3 separate regions of the Sus scrofa genome follow, and regions 1 and 2 are each linked to region 3. Evidence: chromatin contacts called from public HiChIP or PLAC-seq and promoter capture Hi-C data. All regions are on one chromosome and are shown on one strand. Each heading gives the region's core, a stretch centred on a gene start, on an enhancer-like site or on the middle of the called end of the contact. The rest is flanking DNA. Distances are from core to core; before and after follow the strand shown.

What was found. Promoter capture Hi-C pulls out the DNA fragments that hold promoters and counts their contacts. HiChIP or PLAC-seq counts read pairs in DNA pulled down with a chosen protein or histone mark.
Region 1: an H3K27ac HiChIP or PLAC-seq map of alveolar macrophages shows a contact between it and region 3. The contact joins the promoter of ATXN2 here to the promoter of SH2B3 in region 3. A contact is called at or near these places in 2 of 47 Hi-C or Micro-C datasets (heart right ventricle and skeletal muscle) and 1 of 2 datasets of contacts at active chromatin or transcription factors (alveolar macrophages).
Region 2: a contact with region 3 is called in a promoter capture Hi-C map of fetal skeletal muscle, with 2.8 times the contacts expected there. The contact joins the promoter of BRAP here to the promoter of SH2B3 in region 3. A contact is called at or near these places in 3 of 5 promoter capture datasets (fetal liver, fetal skeletal muscle and liver), 8 of 47 Hi-C or Micro-C datasets (embryonic fibroblasts, epiblast stem cells, liver and 4 more) and 1 of 2 datasets of contacts at active chromatin or transcription factors (alveolar macrophages).

What each region holds. Positions count from the first base shown.
Region 1 is chr14:32,770,715-32,773,745 of Sscrofa11.1, forward strand. ATXN2 (ataxin-2) reads right to left here and starts at 1,368. Exons shown (of 27, transcript XR_002338543.1): 1 at 110-1,368.
Region 2 is chr14:32,840,460-32,843,467 of Sscrofa11.1, forward strand. BRAP (BRCA1-associated protein) reads right to left here and starts at 1,425. Exons shown (of 12, transcript XM_021073840.1): 1 at 1,105-1,425. The coding sequence starts at 1,186. It overlaps ACAD10 (acyl-CoA dehydrogenase family member 10), which reads left to right and starts at 1,404. Exons shown (of 20, transcript XR_002338858.1): 1 at 1,404-1,555.
Region 3 is chr14:32,621,812-32,625,008 of Sscrofa11.1, forward strand. It overlaps SH2B3 (SH2B adapter protein 3), which reads left to right and starts at 1,475. Exons shown (of 8, transcript XM_001929523.5): 1 at 1,475-1,835.

The DNA of each region.
Region 1 (3,031 bases), core at 118-2,617, 150 kb after region 3:
AGCCCGGCCGGTCACGGGGCGGGGACGGCGGTGAGAGCCGCGGGGGAGGGGACGCGAGGCCCAGGCTGGTCCAGGCCCTAAGCGGAGGGGACTGGGGCGCGACACCCACCTGCCCAGGCCCGGCCGCCCGCCGCCTGCGCTAGCCGCCGCCACCGTAGAGGAGGAGGAAGCCGCGGCTGAGGACGACGAGACTGAGGACGAGGTCGGCGACGGCGCGGCTGCAGGCGACGTGAGAAGGCCGCCGCTGCCGCCAGGCTTGCGGGCATTGGCGGCCGTGGGCTGCTGCTGCTGCTGTTGTTGCTGCTGGGGCTTCAGCGACATGGTGAGGGGCCCATACACCGGCCCGCACGCCGGGCGGGGACAGCCGGGAGCCGGGCGCGCCGAGGAGACGCCGGAGCGCGGCGGGGACGCGCGGGCGCCGAGCGAGGAGGCGCTGGTTGGCGCGGCCGGGGGGGCGCCCGGGCGAGCGAGGGGGAGAAGGAGGACGACGAAGGGGCGGGGAGGCCCGCCGAAACCGAGGAGCCGCCGGGAGCCGGGCCGGGCCGCGCCGCCGCCGTTGCCGTTGCTACCAAAACAGTCTGAGGCGGAGGGAGGTGAGCGCTGCCCGGAGGGAGGGGGGCCGGGGCCGGGCGGGGGAGGGGCGGCGGAGGGATACGGTCTTGGAGCCCCGCCGCTGCCGCCCCGCCCGCCCCGCCGCGCCGGCCGCGGGAGCGAGCGCCTCCCGGGCCACCTGGCCGCGGCGAAGCGACGAGGCTCGATGGCCGCTGCGGGGCCCCGAGGAGCTGCGGCCGCCGAGCGCATCGGGGGCCGGGCACACAGAGGTGCCGCGTGGCGATGCCGGGTGGGCGCGGAGGTGCGGGATGGGGACTCTTTACCGGAAGTCGGAAGGGTCGGACGGAAGCAGAACGTGAGGCGGCCCCGGGGCCGGGAGGGACACGTGAGGAGCGGGCGCTGCGCTGGGCCGCTTTCGCGGGGGTCGGGCGAGGGCCCGGCTGCCGGCCCTGCCCGGGTCCGCCCTTCTCGAGGCGGGTCTGCCCTTCGGAGAGGGCGTGTCTGTCTTCCCCTGCAGGGCCGGCCTAATCTCCGAAGTGTTCTGCATTCTCAGACTGTTGGGAGAATGCGTGTTTGCCCCCACCTGATGCAACCTCGAGTGACCTGCGAGTGTCTTCAGGACGGAGACTGTGTCTTGCTACATATAAAGCACCTAGAACACAAGCATCCCATGGTTTTTTTGTATCTCCGGCACCTGGCACACAGTAGGTTTTCGCTGTGACAGCTGGGTGTCAAAGACAGGCTCTCCTGTCTTTCCTTGCCTAGACCATCAGAATTGGAACCCTGGATCGACTTCCCGCGGCCACGTACATCTGGTTAGCCTTTCCCCACTTTTTCAACCCCAGCAACACTGCAACCATAAAACTCTTTGGGGTATCTGATCTTCATCTGAAGCCATTTGCTCTCACTTGAACTTTTTTCTCATTCATGAGACTCAAAAGGAAATGTGATTGGTAGACCTATGGATAATGGGGTCTCTTTGAGTGGAGACAGTACGGGCCTCACAAGAATATGCAAACTTTAAACCTTCGCCCCTTTAGAAGTTTTACTTTAACTTAGCTTAGTGGCCAGCATAGTGCGTGGTTTTTTGGTTTTGCTTTTTGTTTTTAATGTATTGACGTTAAACTAGAAGCAAGTAGATAATTTTGCTCTTTTTGTGTGAAGAATCTAGGTTTTTTTTTTTTTTAAGCGAAATTACTAAAGGGAATAACAAAATTTACCTCAATCTCCCAAAATTTTCAGATAAAGGCAAAGACGTAGAAAAACTTGGAAAATGATTAAGCCATGAGCCTCCAGTAGCCAAATTGAAATTAGTCTCCTACATAGTCTGGGCAAAAATGATTACTATATTCTGCAAACACTTGAAAAGTGGGATATCAGATTTATCTTCCATCTGAGGTTAAAAGGAGTTTGAGGGGGGGAAAGAGTAGCATTCTTTTAAGCCAACAGTTGCACAACCCTTTAAAAATTAACCCAAAGAAAACTAAGACTAAAAACCAGATGAGGGGGAAAAAAAAAATAGAAGGACCATAATAGAAATACAATCAACTTTCTCCGGCTTAATGATTTGACACCCATATCTGGGACCAAGTTCCCAGAATTCAATGTTAGGACCAAATTCCAGAGAGATGAGAGAAAAAAAAGTAAATGGACTAAGAAGGCCTGAAGCTGACATAGCTGAACTTGATTTCATTTGCAGTGAGAAAGCTCATTTTCACCTGTTATTACTGAAAATATATCTTAGGGAGTTCCTGTCGTGGTACATTGGAAACAAATCCAACTAGGAACCATGAGGTTGCAAGTTCGATCCCTGGCCTCCCCCAGTGGGTTAAGGATCCAGCATTGCTGTAAGCTGTGGTGTAGGTCAGTTGCCGTTGTTGTGGCGTATGCCGGCTTCTATAGCTCCAATTGTACCCCTATCCTGGGAACCTCCATATGCCTCGGTGTGACCCTAAAAAGCAAAAAAAAAAAAAAAAAAGAATATATTTTAACAGTTTAGTTGAGATGAAATTCACCCATTTTGTATACGATTCAATGAGCCTCAGTAAATTTACAGGGTTGTGCAACCATCACTAATTTCAGAACATTTCTATCACCCTAAAAAGATCCTTTATATCCATTTGCAGTTATTCCTGGTTGCCATCCTCAGCCCCAACAGCCACTCAATCTGCTTTCTGTTTCAGTGGATTTATCGATTGTTTACATTTCATATAAATGGAATTTTACAATGTGTTCTTTGCCTTCTTTCACTTTGCATAATGTTTTTGAGGTTTATCTATGTCATAGCATGGATCTGTGTTTCATTCCTTGTTATTACTGAGTAGTAGTCCATTGTGTGGATATACAGTTGGCCCTCCATATCGATGGAATCTGTGCATCCTTGGATTCAACCAACCACAGATGGAATCTTTTTTTTCAACTTTTTCAGGCCACTCCTATGTTATACGGAAGTTCCCAGACTAAGAGTCAAATCAGGAAG
Region 2 (3,008 bases), core at 175-2,674, 220 kb after region 3:
GAACTGTACTGAACTGCTAGTGCCTTAAAGCAAGGACCACGTCTTTCTGAACACATTAAAGCTCCAAGAGGAGTTCCTGCCGTGGCTCAGTGGTTAACGAATCCAACTAGAAACCAGGAGATTGCGGGTTCGATCCCTGGCCTTGCTCAGTGGGTTAAGGATCCAGCGTTGCCCTGAGCTGTGGTGTAGGTCGCAGACGCGGCTTGGATCCCCCACTGCTGTGGTCCTGGCGTAGGCCAGTGGCTACAGCTCTGATTCGACCCCTAGCCTGGGAATCTCCATATGCCGCAGTTTCGGCCCTAGAAAAAGATCAAAAAAAAAAAAAAAGCTCCAAGTGACAGTGAGGATTCAAAAAGTATTTCTTGAATGAATGTTGCTGTTGTCGGGTAATTGTTGGAGTCTCAAAGGGGTCATACTTGCATGCTCCACTGAAGAGGACGTATGGCTGGTAATGAAGAGCTGAGACTGTCAAGCCCAGCTGAGTAAGAATACCAGTTTTGCCACTTACACATGATTGCAGGCAAGACTCTCAGTCCCTGGGCTTCAGTTTTCCAGTCTGTAAAAGGGTCATATACTCATCTAACCGATAGGATTTTACGAAGATAATTGGAAAAAAAAAACAAAAAAAACAACAGTACACACGACGTGTTTAGCATAGTGCTGAGATTAGAAAATGTATACATTTTGGTTGTAATTATTACTATTGCTACAAAGAGCCTCAATGGGTATTTTTCTAAAGCAGAACGATTTAACTAAATTAGCGGCCTTCAGTGTCGCTGGGTACCCAATCCTTGCTTCACAAAGCCTAGAAGAAATCCACTCACACGACTTGGCTCTAACCCAGGGCGGAGAGAGAAGCGCCAAATACAAACAGAGGCCCGGTGGGGAGGCACAAGGAAGGAGGGACCGGGTAAGGCTTCTGGGAGATGACTTCTGGGAAGACCTCCTGAGGGCGGATGGAACGAGGGGGATGCCAACCGCTTCTCGGCTTCCTGCTGGAACGAAAACCTTTTCCGCGGCCCTTCCCCGGACCCAGACTCTGAGAGAGCGACCCCCGAGGGCCCGGCGAGGGCTGCGGGGGAGACGGCGAGGCTGCGAACTCACCCGCGGCGCTGAAGCTGAAGCCGGCGGGGACCGGCGAGTGTTCTGCGAGCTCCAGGCGAATGACAACCAGTGACACACTCATAGGGCAGGCGCTGGCCGGCGCGGGCCCCGGCGGGCTCAGGCGAGGCTGGGAGATGAGCCGAGAGGCCGAGCGGCCGGGTGCGGGAAGCGCCGCCACGGCTCAGAGCCTCTGCCGCCACCTCAGCAGCAGCACCAGCAGCTCCGTGGGCAACCCCCGGAGCAACAACAACCTTCACTTCCGCCTCCCGGCTGCCGTCGCTGACCCCTTGAGGTTAGGCATGCGCGTACCACAGCGCGCTCTGATTGGGTGAAGTGGCCTACACGTGACTGGCGTGAGCCTCGCGGTGGTAAACCTGGGCCCTTCTCGACGGGATCTCGTAGAGGTCGTGGAAGAGGCCCGTCTGGAGGATCACCGGTCCTCGTTAGGCAGGTCGGTGGGTTTGCGCCCAGGCCCGAGAGGCCTTGCTTTCAGCCCCGCTCAATTGACGGCAAAAGGTCTCTCTGGTTCCCCTCAAGTTCTCAGAATAGTCTGAGGAACCCGCGCCTTGCTGAGAGCTCTTGCTTCTTTTTACAGTGTTTGACCTCTCGCCCTAGCTTTAGGCTGAGTTGCTTTGTGTCAGTGACACTTTACAGATAGGTGCGCTGAGGCTCAGAGAAGTGAAGCCACTTCTCTGAGGGCTCACGGGGAGTCGGAACTCGATGGCAGTGGTTCTGATTCTGTTAAAGTAGGGTGGTGGGCTGGTTAAGAGCCCAGTACTAGAGATACATCTGGGTCCCACTTCACAAGTGGTTACTGAGAGCCTAGGTTGGGGTGGTGGGGATGCATTGGTGAATAAGGTAAACACCCAGTTCCTGTTCTTATGCAGTAGATTTTGGTCACCAGTTTTGTGAACTTGAGTTAGGTTTTGCGTAAAATTGGAATAATCTTATATAGCTGTGAGAGTGAAAGGAGTAGAGCCTGCAGCTCTATTTACATCAGTTTTTATGAGTCAGCATCCTTTCCAGTACCTCAGACTCCCTTTAGCATGTAGACATGGAAAGCCACAATCAATCCATATACCGTGTATGTGTGCTAGGATGCTGTTATAGGCATATGCTATTGGGACATGTAAGATGTGTCATAGCACATCGTGGACACGTGTGAGTGTGTGGACTGTCAATGCATATAACAGGACCAAGTGATATTTATAGCTTGATATTACTGCATCCTATGAAATAGTTTCATTACACTCTTTATATGAGGGTTTCTCACCTTATGCACTATTAACATTTTGGGCTCTGATAATTCTTTGGAGGGAGTGTACATCCTGAGCTTTGTAAGATATTTAGCAGCATCCCTGGCCTAATCCACTAGATACCAGTAGCACCTCCCAAGTGGTGACAACCAAAAATATCTCTAGATACTCCCAAATGTCCCCTTGGGGCCAAAATTGCCCCATTGTCAATCACTGATTTATGTGAAACTCCATATGCCATATGCACATATTATGTGTATATAACACATGAGACGTCATGTGAACTTTTTTGTAGTATATTGTAATAATAGAAAACATTTAATGGTGTACCAGGAACTAACTTGAGTGCTTTACATGCTTTATTTTATGTAATAGTAGCAACAGTTTCATGATTCAGGAACTATAATTATTCCCATTTTAGGGAGGAGGAACCTGAGGCCTGGAGAATAATTTGCTCAGGAACTCACACTCAGCACTTGTCAGAACTAGACTTTGAACCCATGCAGTCTGAGTTTAGAGCCAACACTCAACCTCTACTAAACCATTTATTTATTTATTTATTTATTTATTTTTGTCTTTTTGCTATTTCTTTGGGCCGCTCCCGGGGCATATGGAGGTTCCCAGGCTAGGGGTCAAATCGGAGCTGTA
Region 3 (3,197 bases), core at 225-2,724:
CCCCTCACCAGAATGTCAGCTGAGGACAAGGGATGCCCCCAAGTGTGGGGATATTTGTCTTGTCTTGTTCACTGCTGTGTCCCCAGCACCTAGAACAATGCCTGACACACAGTAGGTATTGAATACATATTTGTGGAAAGCACGTGATTGTGGCCAGTTTCTTCAAGGTTATTGAACTCCAAGGAACCTACAGCAGACGGGCCCCCTTCCGCTATCTGGGTGAAATCTGGAAATCCCCACCTTCTGGGGGAATCCCTTCCTGTAGCTCCAATGGCAGGACTCAGGCCTGATTGTTTAACAAACACTCAAGCAGCAGTGTTTTCCCTTGGGCAGAGCCCTTTGCTAACCGCTCTTTAATGCATTAACTCATTTAATCCTCACAACCCTGTGAAAAGGTGTTATTTCCATTTCACAGATGCGGAAATGGAGGTATGGAGAAGTCAAGTCATTTGCCCAAGGCCAGAAAGAGGGGGAGGCAGTGGAATGGAAGAGTATGCTGTCTGGAAAGGGGTGATGTGGCCCCCCGCAAGCTGGGGGTGTGAGCAACTTGTTTCCTGTTGTGGGAGGGAGAGAAGAGCAGACATTCCTCTCTCTCCTCCCTCTCATGAGCTGGGGGAAGGGCTGGCTGTGTGTATGCTCCACCTCAGGCTAATTGGGGACCCCACTGTGAACCTCACCCCACATAAGGCTCATAGATAAAATGAAAGTAGCCCGGAGGAGACCAGAGGAGGAGGCCCAGAGGGCATGGGAGCAAGCGGTCTAGGAGGGCTTCCTGGTGAATGATGCGCTCCTGGAGTTAGGGGACAGATGAGGGCATAGAGGCCAGTCTATAGAGGCAAGGGCTGAGACAAGAGAAAAGCTGAGGGTGGGGACAGAACCCAACTGGGGGCGCTATGGGGGTCGGCTCAGTAGAGTCAATAGTCTGGGCCGGGCGGGGTTGGGATCCTTCCCCGGGTGATGATGAAAGCTGCGGTCGCTATTGCACTGACCGGCCCGGCGCTTGCAGATAAGGCCCTGCAGGAGGGAGTCGGCAGGGTCGCGCCCCCCGTAAGTCTGGCGCTTCGGCCCGGCCCCGCCCTTAGACTCCGCCTTTCCTTCATCTGGCCCCGCCCCCGCAGAGCGGAGGCACCCGGTGGTCGCTGGAGCTAGGTGGGTGGGCCCAAGGTTGTCCCGCCTCTCCTGCCTTTCGTTCCCTTCTTTAGGCTGCGCGATGCAAAATCGGGTGGGCGAGCTATGGGCGTGACAAAGGCCACGCCCTCTCTCCGGATTCGCGTTTGAGACCCCAGGACCTGGTCAACCGCGGAGCAGGGATGATGGGCGGGGTAAGAGCAGGCCCCGCCCCCCGGGGGCCTGCTCCCCTCTAGCGGTCCGGCTCGCGGGCAGACTGGGGCGGGGCCTCGTGTGGCCCGGCCCTGCCATGGCCCCGCCCCTGCCGTGGCCGCCCTCCCCCGCCGGGCTCTGCTCTCACAGCCGGTTCCTCTTTACATAACGGCGCGGGGCGGCATGGGCTCGGGCCACTGCCTCCGCCCGGCCGCCCGCCCGGACTGTCGCGGCTCGCCGTGGCGACGGCGGCGGCAGCAAAGTTTCCCCGGTGGCGGCCGGGAGGCGCATCCTCCCGCAACTGTCAAGCGCTGGCGGCGGAAATGATGAGGCGCTGGCCATTTTCCGAGCCTGGGTTTCCTGCCTGAGCCCCGCTCGAGCGAGCCGCGAGCCAGGAGCCGGCGCGCGGGAGAGAAGGCGCCCGGGGCTGGGGCCCGCCTGCCCCCTCGGGATTTCGGGGGCCCAGGGGCGCGCGACGCCATGGGCCGGCCGGGCCCGGACCCCCTCTCTCTCAGGTAAGCCTGTCTTTCCCAGCGCTGCCTTCCTCTGGGTCTGGGAGAGCTTTAATGGGGGGAAGAGGAGGGCCCGGGTCCCGTTCTACACAGTGTCTGCGCACTCCCACAGCAACCTAAATATTGTCCTGCAGCTAACTCAGATGAGAGTGTTCTGAGGTGACCGATTCCCAGCTCCTGCGACACCCTCCCAGCCGACACCCCACCCACACACGTGCTGGGGATGTATGGGGGTATAAGTGAAGGTCGTGCGGGAGGCGCTGCCAGAGGATATGGCTAACAGTCCCAGTCCACCTCTTAAGGTAGCTCAGCCAGTCAACTGTGCCTGGTGAGGAGGGGTCAGGGGTCACCTGCTTGGTACCTTGAAAGCGAAAGTAGTAAACCTGAACTCTTGAGAAGGGAAGAGTCATTCGGGAGTTAGACTCAGGCCCCTCCCCACTCTCCCTGGCCAGGCCCATGTGGCTAAGAGGGTAGCCCTCCCCTCCCATTCCAGGACTTGCTCTCCCCATTCCCTGCATCCGGGAGGTAGAATGGCCCATGTAACCCTATGCTGCTGCATTTGAGGGTTCAAAAGGGTTAGGGCTCTCAGAGCTCAGGTCTCTGGGTTGGTACCCTCCCACCCTGGACCTGGGGCTCCAGGGGAATCCTCCCACCAAAAACAATGGGACACAGGTCATTGGCCTTATAGGTCAGCAGGGCTGGGAGGGTATTTCAGAGGCCCCTAATAATGCCTGGTGCAGAAATCCTCCCCCTTCCCTCATTCTGTTCCTGGGACTTTTGGGGCAAAAGGGACTGCATTTGAGGAACTGGGGAGGGGGCCCTGCCTGCCAGTCCACTTTTTTTCTTTAGTTTCCTCATTCTCCTGTTTCTCTTCCCTATTCCTGGGCCACAATGATGTAGGTGAGGAGGTCATTGCCTGCAGCTGGGGGCCTCCAGGGAGGGGAATGGCCAGGCCAAACTGAGTGGGAGGAAGTGAAATTGGGCTGCAGGCAGGGGTTTTGGAACAGAGGGCCTGGCAAAGCCATTTCTGAAGGGCCTGGGTCCAGCTTTGGGAGCTGGAGGGGCAGAGATCTGACTGCCACCCCCTCACCTGGGAGATGAGCATCCCCTGACACCTACCAGCTGCCAGGCTCAGCTGGGACAGTCAGCCCATCCTGGGTCCCCATTTACAGTCCATCTCCCGGGCCCCTGCCAGGGCGGTGAACGCATGGGTCTTTAGGGCTGTGGGTGCGAGTTGTGTCTGGATTTCCCATCACCGACCTGGCTGCCAGAATGGAAACAGCTCTGGAGGCTCACTTGGGCCAGTGGGGGCCGGAGACCCAGCCCTAGTTGGGGGAGAGCAGGCTGAGGCCGCCTGGTCAGGCT